Linked DNA regions of Mus musculus: regions 1 and 2 are each linked to region 3. A link is a contact called in public HiChIP or PLAC-seq and promoter capture Hi-C data. All regions are on one chromosome and are shown on one strand. The core of a region is the stretch at or near the end of the contact, and the rest is flanking DNA. Distances in the headings are between cores, read along the strand shown.

Evidence for each region. Promoter capture Hi-C pulls out the DNA fragments that hold promoters and counts their contacts. HiChIP or PLAC-seq counts read pairs in DNA pulled down with a chosen protein or histone mark.
Region 1: a contact with region 3 is called in a promoter capture Hi-C map of embryonic stem cells, with 5 times the contacts expected there. The contact joins the enhancer-like site here to the promoter of Nudt13 in region 3. A contact is called at or near these places in 7 of 39 promoter capture datasets (the 3T3-L1 cell line, cranial neural crest, embryonic stem cells and 4 more).
Region 2: a contact with region 3 is called in an H3K27ac HiChIP or PLAC-seq map of extraembryonic endoderm stem cells, with 6 times the contacts expected there. The contact joins the enhancer-like site here to the promoter of Nudt13 in region 3. A contact is called at or near these places in 3 of 39 promoter capture datasets (cranial neural crest, liver and stem cell-derived epiblast-like cells) and 4 of 115 datasets of contacts at active chromatin or transcription factors (embryonic stem cells, epiblast stem cells, extraembryonic endoderm stem cells and 1 more).

Annotation. Positions count from the first base shown.
Region 1 is chr14:19,736,981-19,739,680 of GRCm38.p6, forward strand. All of the region lies in intron 3 of Gm29899 (a long non-coding RNA gene), which reads left to right. Among named protein-coding and RNA genes, the nearest start is that of Nid2, 13 kb to the right of the region's middle. Within about 2 kb of position 1,306, at least 61 of the 459 cell types and tissues checked have an H3K27ac peak or open chromatin away from gene starts, as enhancers often do.
Region 2 is chr14:19,773,154-19,775,853 of GRCm38.p6, forward strand. All of the region lies in intron 4 of Nid2 (nidogen 2), which reads left to right. Among named protein-coding and RNA genes, the nearest start is that of Nid2, 23 kb to the left of the region's middle. Within about 2 kb of position 1,283, at least 23 of the 459 cell types and tissues checked have an H3K27ac peak or open chromatin away from gene starts, as enhancers often do. A contact at or near this core is called in epiblast stem cells and extraembryonic endoderm stem cells, where this site is marked.
Region 3 is chr14:20,293,261-20,295,960 of GRCm38.p6, forward strand. Nudt13 (nudix (nucleoside diphosphate linked moiety X)-type motif 13) reads left to right here and starts at 1,430. Exons shown (of 9, transcript NM_026341.3): 1 at 1,430-1,532.

The sequences.
Region 1 (2,700 bases), core at 56-2,555, 560 kb before region 3:
TGCCTCTGCCTCTGCCTCCTGACTGCTGGGATTAAAAGCATGCACCAGCATATCCAGCTTGTGATAATCAATTTTTGAAAAGTATTTTTAGATTTATTTATCTCATTTTATGTGTATATTTTGCCTGTATGTGCATACATGTGTGCCAGGGGCCTGTGGGAGCCCAGAAGGGGGAGTCTGGTTCACAGAAACTGGAGTTGGGGATGGTTCTAAAACCACAAGTGTTCTTCTCTGCTGAGCCACCTCCCCAGACCCTATAACTAATTTTTAAACAAAATTCATGGGCCTTAAAAGCATGTCTAGGAGCCAGGCAGTGGTGGCACATGCCTTTAATCCCAGCACTTGGGAGGCAGACAGATTTCTGAATTCGAGGCCAGCCTGATCTACAGAGTGAGTTCCAGGACTGCCAGGACTACACAGAGAAACCCTGTCTGGAAAAACCAAAAAAAAAAAAAAAAAAAGGAAGAAAGAAAAAGAAAAACAAACAAACAAACAAAAGTATGTCTAGGGGCTAGAGAGATAAGAAAAAGAAAGGAAAAGAGGGAGGGAGGGAGGGAGGGAGGGAGGGAGGGAGGGAGGGAGGGAGGGAGGGAGGGAGGGAGAGTGGCAAACAGGTGTGCTGGCCTGTGATTGAAATTCCAGTACTGAAAAGATAGACTCACTGGCAGCCAGCAAGGCTATGAACTCTAGGCCAGTGAGAGATCCTTTCCCAGGAGAGAGAGGTGGCAGGCAGGCACACATACAGTCACACACAGCCCCATACTTACCCCACACACTAAGAAAAGACAAGGAAGGAAAGGCATGCCTGTGGTCTACAATAGAGGTGTGGTGATGCATTCCTCTAGCCACAGAACTTGAGAGGCTAAAGATGGGAGATAAAGAGTTTGAGGCTAGCCCAGGCTATATAGCAAGACTTTGTTTGTTTGTTCAAAAACAAGGGTGGGGGAGTAAATGTGTCAACTAGTTGTTCCCACAGTGCTGAGAGGTCCTGAGTGGCTCATGAGCCTGGCACTCCTCCTGTCCCTCTGCAGTCTTTGCAGTTATTTCTCCTGTTTCTTTGGCTTTTTTATTTCTCCTGACTTTAAAGCTTCAACAGATGGACTAAACATCATTGCCCAGGCCCCTCTGAGGGTCCTCATCCAGCATGGGGTTGGGTGCGTTCAGAAACAGGCCCGAGGAAACCACAAGCAGGCTTAGGTTGAGAATTGCTGTGCACGAAATCAAATCCTCTTCATTCTGCTCTGACCAGAAAGAATGTTGAGAAAGAAGAGCCTGGCTCTGCTTCCCTGTGGATGTGATAAAGTCTGAGACTTGCAAAAAAGCTTAAGTAGTGCAACTTGTGTAAGAAGAATTCCTTGGGTGCACTTACTATAAACAAAGGGTCCTTGGCACGAACAGAGAACTGAACAGCTGCAGCTGCAAGAGATTTGCTTAGACAACCAAAACATTAAATACTCTTGGGGGAGAGAGGGGGAGGGGGAGGGGGGAGGGGGGAAGGGGAGAGGGAGAGAATGTCCATCTTCTTTCTACATCTCTGTAGCCCTTCTAGGACTAAGTGTGCCTATCTATGGCTGAAAGGAACACTAAGCATGACTGGATCTTCCCTTTATTTCTTTCAAGTTAAGTAAACACCAGGGTCTGAGGTTAAGTCACTAGACATAAATCAAATAAATAAAAAAGAGGACACTGGTGGGACTTGAGCTTCCCAGAGGATATTATACAAGCTAGTGGGAGTGACTGATGCAGTAAGAATTGCCTTTTAATGAGATTATTGTGGCTCCACATTGGAATCAGCTTACTTAATGTGGGAAAGCCTAGGGAAGCAACAACACAGCATCATGCATTTCTTGGTCGTCTTGCTCACCCTTATGGTACTGCAACTATCCAGACTCAGTTTCCTCAGGCATCACCATGAAGTCAACTAGACCTTGTTTCATGTCTCTGCAGAATTCAATTAATCATATGTTACTAAAATAACTGCTACATGCTCAAAGCATGAAATATGTAATTTCATCTTTTACAACAAATGTACAATTAACTGTGCTTATCTCTGCATAAAAGGAACTTTTAAAGCATGATGGCATTTTCCCTTTATTTCAAGTCAAGCAAACACAGAGGTCTAAGATTAAGATTACTAAACCATACTAGTAGATTTTACCCCAAATTTTACTAGTTTATACTAGAAGTACTATTGTTATTATTTTGGAACATGGAATTGTCAAATTATGACTTTTCAATTTCAAGAAAGTGTCTCCTGGGCCATCACGAACTCACTTTCATCCCACGCTGGACTCAAACTCTTAATTCTTGGGCCTCAGTTTCCCCAGTGCTGAAATTAAAGGCATGTGTCACCAATCTTCACAATCCGTTATCGTTTTTATTTTTAATAACAAGCATGTATCATCTCTGAAATAAAATCATCACTATGTCAAACATCTGGATGTAGAGGTAACGGTCTCAACATCAAATAATGACTAGTTGTTACAGTTAGAACAATACAAGTTAAAACTATAACATAATACTGTTTTGTGCCAACGATCCTGATTGCATGGCTGCAGGAGGATAAAGCAGCAACCACACCGAATGCTGGAGCAGACGCAGCAAGATTAAATCATTTACACATCACTGGAGGCTGCAAGGGGCACAGCCACTCAGGGGTGCGGGCAAGCACTGTTAATAAGTTAAACACACACTTGGTAA
Region 2 (2,700 bases), core at 33-2,532, 520 kb before region 3:
GTTACACAAGTGTCCTGCTCATTGGAGGTCCATTCTAGGAGGAACTCTAGCAGGCTGTGCACTTAACCCAGACCTCCTGGCCCCAAAGCCTCAAACCCATGGCTATCTCCATAACAGTCTGTGACTAGAGTCTTCCATACCTGTGATCATACCTGTGTGCAGAAAGCCCCTGGTGGGGCTTGTCCCTCATCCAGAAGGTAAGATAGAGCCTGTTGGTGTCCTGACAGCTAGTGTAACATAGAGGATGGCCGTGCAGCCTGGCAGGGAAGGCATGCCACTGCTGCTTGTCACAAAGCAGATATGGTACTCTATGTAGTCAGTCATTCTGGGAGGTGAGACCATTTGGGGGTGGGAGGTTGGGGAATCTGCCCTGCGGGGAAAACGTTGTTTCTTGTTCTTAAGGGAGCTGTCAGTGTTGTTAAAGGCAGAAAAGTCTGCCCGCTATGGGGCAGGTGCCCTGCGTGTCTTCCTGTGATGTGCACTATGGGATCTCCTTGCTTCAGAGGATGCACTCTGAGAAGGCATGCCAACGGCTGAAGACAAGTGCTTAAGCCTTTGCAAAAAAAAAAAAAAACGAAGGATGGGCCAGAGCAAGTCCAGAGGAGAATTTTCTTTTCTTTTCTGTTTTTTTTTTTTTTTTTTTTTTTTTCCGAGACAGGGTTTCTCTGTGTAGCCCTGGCTGTCCTGGAACTCACTCTGTAGACCAGGCTGGCCTCGAACTCAGAAATCCACCTGCCTCTGCCTCCCCAGTGCTGGGATTAAAGGCACACGCCACCGCGCCCGGCCAGAGAAGACTTTTCTATTTTTGTTAAAAACTCCCAATTAGGAGAAGGCTCAAGTACCCTGGCAGCACCCTGGCTTTGTTCCTGTATATATTCCCACCCCATTTCCCTTTCTATTAAGGGTATGAGAAGAGGTTTTTTAAAAAAACATTGAATGGGGAAAAAAAGTGAGATTTAAAACAAAAAAACCCCAAGATGCCCTTTGCAGCTGTCCGACCTCAGATGTTAAGTGTATGGCAAATTGAGCTCTTTAAGCCCGACAACCCACTGCTGGCCCAGGCTTGGCTGCATAGCATTTTAGCCATGTATAGTTTGTGGAGGCCGGAGCACAAGATTCCTGACATTCCCATAGACTTGGGAAGGAAGTGGTGGGTTTAAGGTGGGCCTCAGAATTAGTCTTTTTAACAGTTATCTCCGCGTTCCTAACATACTGACCCTCCCTGTGAAGGTGCCGTGCTAAGGCTGGGCTTTGCTATCAGGTTTCCAGAGGAATCCCTCAGCAGTTGTCACCCGTGTCTCAGCCAGTTATCCGGAAGCCTACACTCCACACACAGTGTCCGAGGGCAGCGGCTCCTGGTTTCTCACACTCAGTCTCTGTCGCGTTGTCTCTTCTGCCTCTGGAGCCTCCTAGACATCTTCTTTCTCATGCGCTTCATTATCACTTCTTACTCCCAAGGCCCCAGCTCACTGAGATCAGCCATATTTGTTTACTGGCTGCTGCCCAGGAGAACAGGACTGTTTGCCTGACTTCTCGCCCGTGGCTTAGAGTGTTTAGTAAATACTTGTTCACCTATTGTGTGAAAGAAAGGAAACTGCGGTGTTTTTAGCTTTTGCTAGCGCGACTCCATTTTAGGTGTAAGGTGTGCTAGTGTCTGTGTAGGAGAGTAAACAGACGAGGGTCTAAATGAACCACAGCTTCCTTAGCCCGGGGACTCCTCCAGACCGAGAAAGGCATGTGCTTGGTTCAAGTTCCATTTGCAGAACAAATTTCCATAAACTCTCAGGTTAGCTTAGCAGTAGAAGTTCATTCTTCGGTTGGTGTTGGAGTCTTAGCATAGCCTTTATAAGGAATCCTCTTGTCATTTTCCATTCTGGATTCTTATTAACTTAGAACTCTTTCCTGGGACTAAGAGACAGTCACCATTCCTCATGACCTGGGACCTATGTGGTACCCAGGGGTGGGGGGTGGGGGTGAGGTGAATGAGGGGAGAGAGTGCAAAAGAGCGAGGAAGCTGATTCTCATGGGCTAGTCCACACACACACACACACACACACACACACACACACACACACGCTAACTTTGAGTTGCATTTGAAGTCTTGTGTGAGCTGCTGGACAGTGTCTGGGCTCCCAGGATCATCACATCTAGTGTCTTAGTTGAATTAGCCTAACTCTTCTGCCTCTGGTCCTCTCTTCATTTCTTGATAAGGCTTAAAGTAGGGTCTGTCTGGGTCAGTACGGTTTTTACAAAATAACGAGACAGCAAAATCCATCTATCCCTCCCTTAATTTGCAAGCCAAGCCGTGTGTGGAAACCTGCTTTCTTTTTAACGGACATAGCTGAAAATGACTCCCCTGTCCACCAAGATTGGATTGCCTTTGTGTCCTAGTGACAGAAGGAGGTGAAGAGACAGACACTGGCTATGCATGTTGGGGACTTCTGAGGCCAGGGAGTGCATGTGACATTTGCCCGTGGTCTCACAGAGCAGAGCTTATGACCTTCTGAAGTGGCACCTGTGCTGACTCAGGAGCACACCTGTACACGTGCACCTGTCTGAGCTGGGGAACTCTGCCCTTTGACACATCTGCGTCACACTTACAGCTTTTTACTCACCCTGGTTTTTGTTGAGATAAGGGGCATAGCTTAGTGACAAAGAGCATCCGGTATGCAGGAGGCCCTGAGATCCATCCCCAATCTC
Region 3 (2,700 bases), core at 180-2,679:
AGAGGACCTCAGATCCCTTGGAACTAGAGTTCCAGAAGGTTGTAAGCTGTTATATTGAAGCTGGGACTCAAATCCAGGTCCTCTAGAAGAACAATCAGGACTCTAAACCATTCTGCCATTTCTCCAGCCCCAGTCCTAACCTTTCTTTACACCCGCCAGGCACATCTCCACCCCAGGGCCTTTGCACGAGCTTATTTTACTCTGTCTACAAGTCTCTCCCCACAAATCCTAACTTGGCTGTTCCTGTCAGCTCTGTCAAGCTCTTTATTCCAGTGTTGCCTTAACAATGAGGCTATCCATCCTACGTAAAATAGCAAAACCGCTCCTCCTCTTACCATGCTTTAACTTCTGCCCCAGCACTTACAACCGTGTGTACAGTTATTTATTTTGTTTTCTCCCATAGAATTTTGTTTACATTAAGATGCATTTTTTATGTATCCTGTACTTTTAATATTTTGTCTCATTAATTATATTTTGAAGAGCTAGGGAAATGGCTTAGTGGTTAATAGCACTGGCTTCTCACAGAAGCAAGCAACTCCCATAGTAAGAAAGAAAGCAGCCCCAAGTAGCTTTACTGGAGATTCGTCTTAGATGGTGATTGATCCTACTGATTGACCAAGGTAAGAGTTTTACCTAAAGCGTCTATATACCTAAGCACAGTCCCTCGTTTATTTAAAGCAAGGTATCAGTATGCACCCCTGATAACCTGAGTCTACTGTGTACACTGGGCTGACCTCAAATTCAGAGGGCTCTGCCTCTGTCTCCTGGGATTAAAGGCAGGCCTGGAACTCCTTTTTTTGTTTTTGTTTTTGTTTTTCGAGACAGGGTTTCTCTGTATAGCCCTGGCTGTCCTGGAACTCACTCTGTAGACCAGGCTGGCCTTGAACTCTGAAATCCACCTGCCTCTGCCTCCCAAGTGCTGGGATTAAAGGCATGCACCACCACGCCCGGCTAAGCCCGGAACTCCTAACCTTAAAAAAAGATTTTTTTTTCATGTTCATATGTACATGGCACATGTGTGTCCATGGGTGCACATTAAAGTATGTGGGTGTAGAGGGTAAAGTTGACATGGAATGTCTTCCTCCATGGCTTTCCCCTTTGTTCATTGAGGCAGGGTCTCCCACTGAACCTGGGGCTCACCAATTCAGCTAAGCAGCATCTAGCCCAGAAGATCTGGAAACTGTTAAAGCTATTTGTTTGTGGTGGGTTTCACTATATGCTTTATAAGGTTAACTTTGCAACCCAAGGTTACAAGCTCCCGGCCTAAAAGTTGAACTACAATTCCCAGAGTGCATCGGTAATCTCTCTGAGACTGCTGGGAAGTGTGTCAGATTTCCACTTACCCAACCACCCCTACGTGCGCTGTAGCGATGAAACTACATTTCCCAGAGTGCATCTTTAAGGAGGATTCTGGGAGGTGTGGCAAAGCGTCAATCCCACTGGGAAGGGAAAAGAGAAACCATTTGAACTTGAACATTTGGAGTTTCCAGGGGCGTGCAGACCATTGGGGCATAGAAGGCATCTCGAAAAGAGTGAGTACAGGAAACGAAACCTGTTCTAAGTGCAACTAGGATGTAGTAAGGAGCCATAATCAAAACTTGCCAGACGCTCTCGGTTACAGAGTTTGACAGTTTTAACTTAAACCTTTCAAATCTCGAGAAACCGGACGTTTTTGTACCCAACATTGAGTACCTCTAAATATTTTCTGAAATATTTTTGAAGAGCTATTTAAAATGGAAGTTTCCAATATTTCACCTTTTCTCTTAATTTTTTAAATGGTGGCGGGATCTTTTAGAAATAAACCATAAAGCTTTTTATATAAACCAGGGCACAGAGACCGTGAAGTCTGCAACACGGCTGCTCATCAGCTTCCAGCATTCCCAGCCATCGAAGTCCACAGTGGAGTGGCTGCTCCCTGGGCACCTGTGAAGATTCAGGAGGAACCCACGGTCACGCTTTATGCCTTTCAAGTCATTCCATCTGGAAAGATGAACAGAATGAGAAATGTGTGTGTGTGTGCCATAGAAGTTGTTAGTTCATACGTTCAAATGCCTTGGCATTTATTAGTTTTGAGTAAAAACAACGTTACCTTTCATCTCATCGATAATTCTTTGTATACACACACACCAGGAGCGTCAAGTGTGGGGATGCTGTTTGACATATTGTCCAGTCGTCAGGCCATGATAATCGACAGTTGGCTAAAATTAATTTGGTATCAAATATTGGACAAGAAACCAGGTAGCTGTATGGCCATACAAGAGCAGTGAGTAGTTACAGCTCGATTCCCAGGACCCATTAACCTCACCAGAGGAATTCCAGTAGCCTAAATTTCCAGTAGCGTGAAAATAACCTCTTTTAGCCGTTAGTCCTGGAAACTACTGGTTTTGTTATACATTATTGTATTTATATATACATATATATGTGTGTGTATGTATGTATATGCATGTGCTTTAAAATTTAAAGATAGCCTATAATCCTTCCTGCTGAAGCAAAAGAGTCGCTATGAGTCTGAGGCCAGCCTGGGTTACAGAGTGATACTTTGTCTCAAAAATAAATAAATAAATGAAATTTAAAATCAGTAAAAATAAATAAGTAAATTTTAGTCAGGGCTGGAAAAGTGGCTCAGCAGATAAAGTGCTTGCTGAGTTTGAGTCCCCAGGACCCATGTAAAGTGGGGTGCAATAGTGCACATCTGTGACT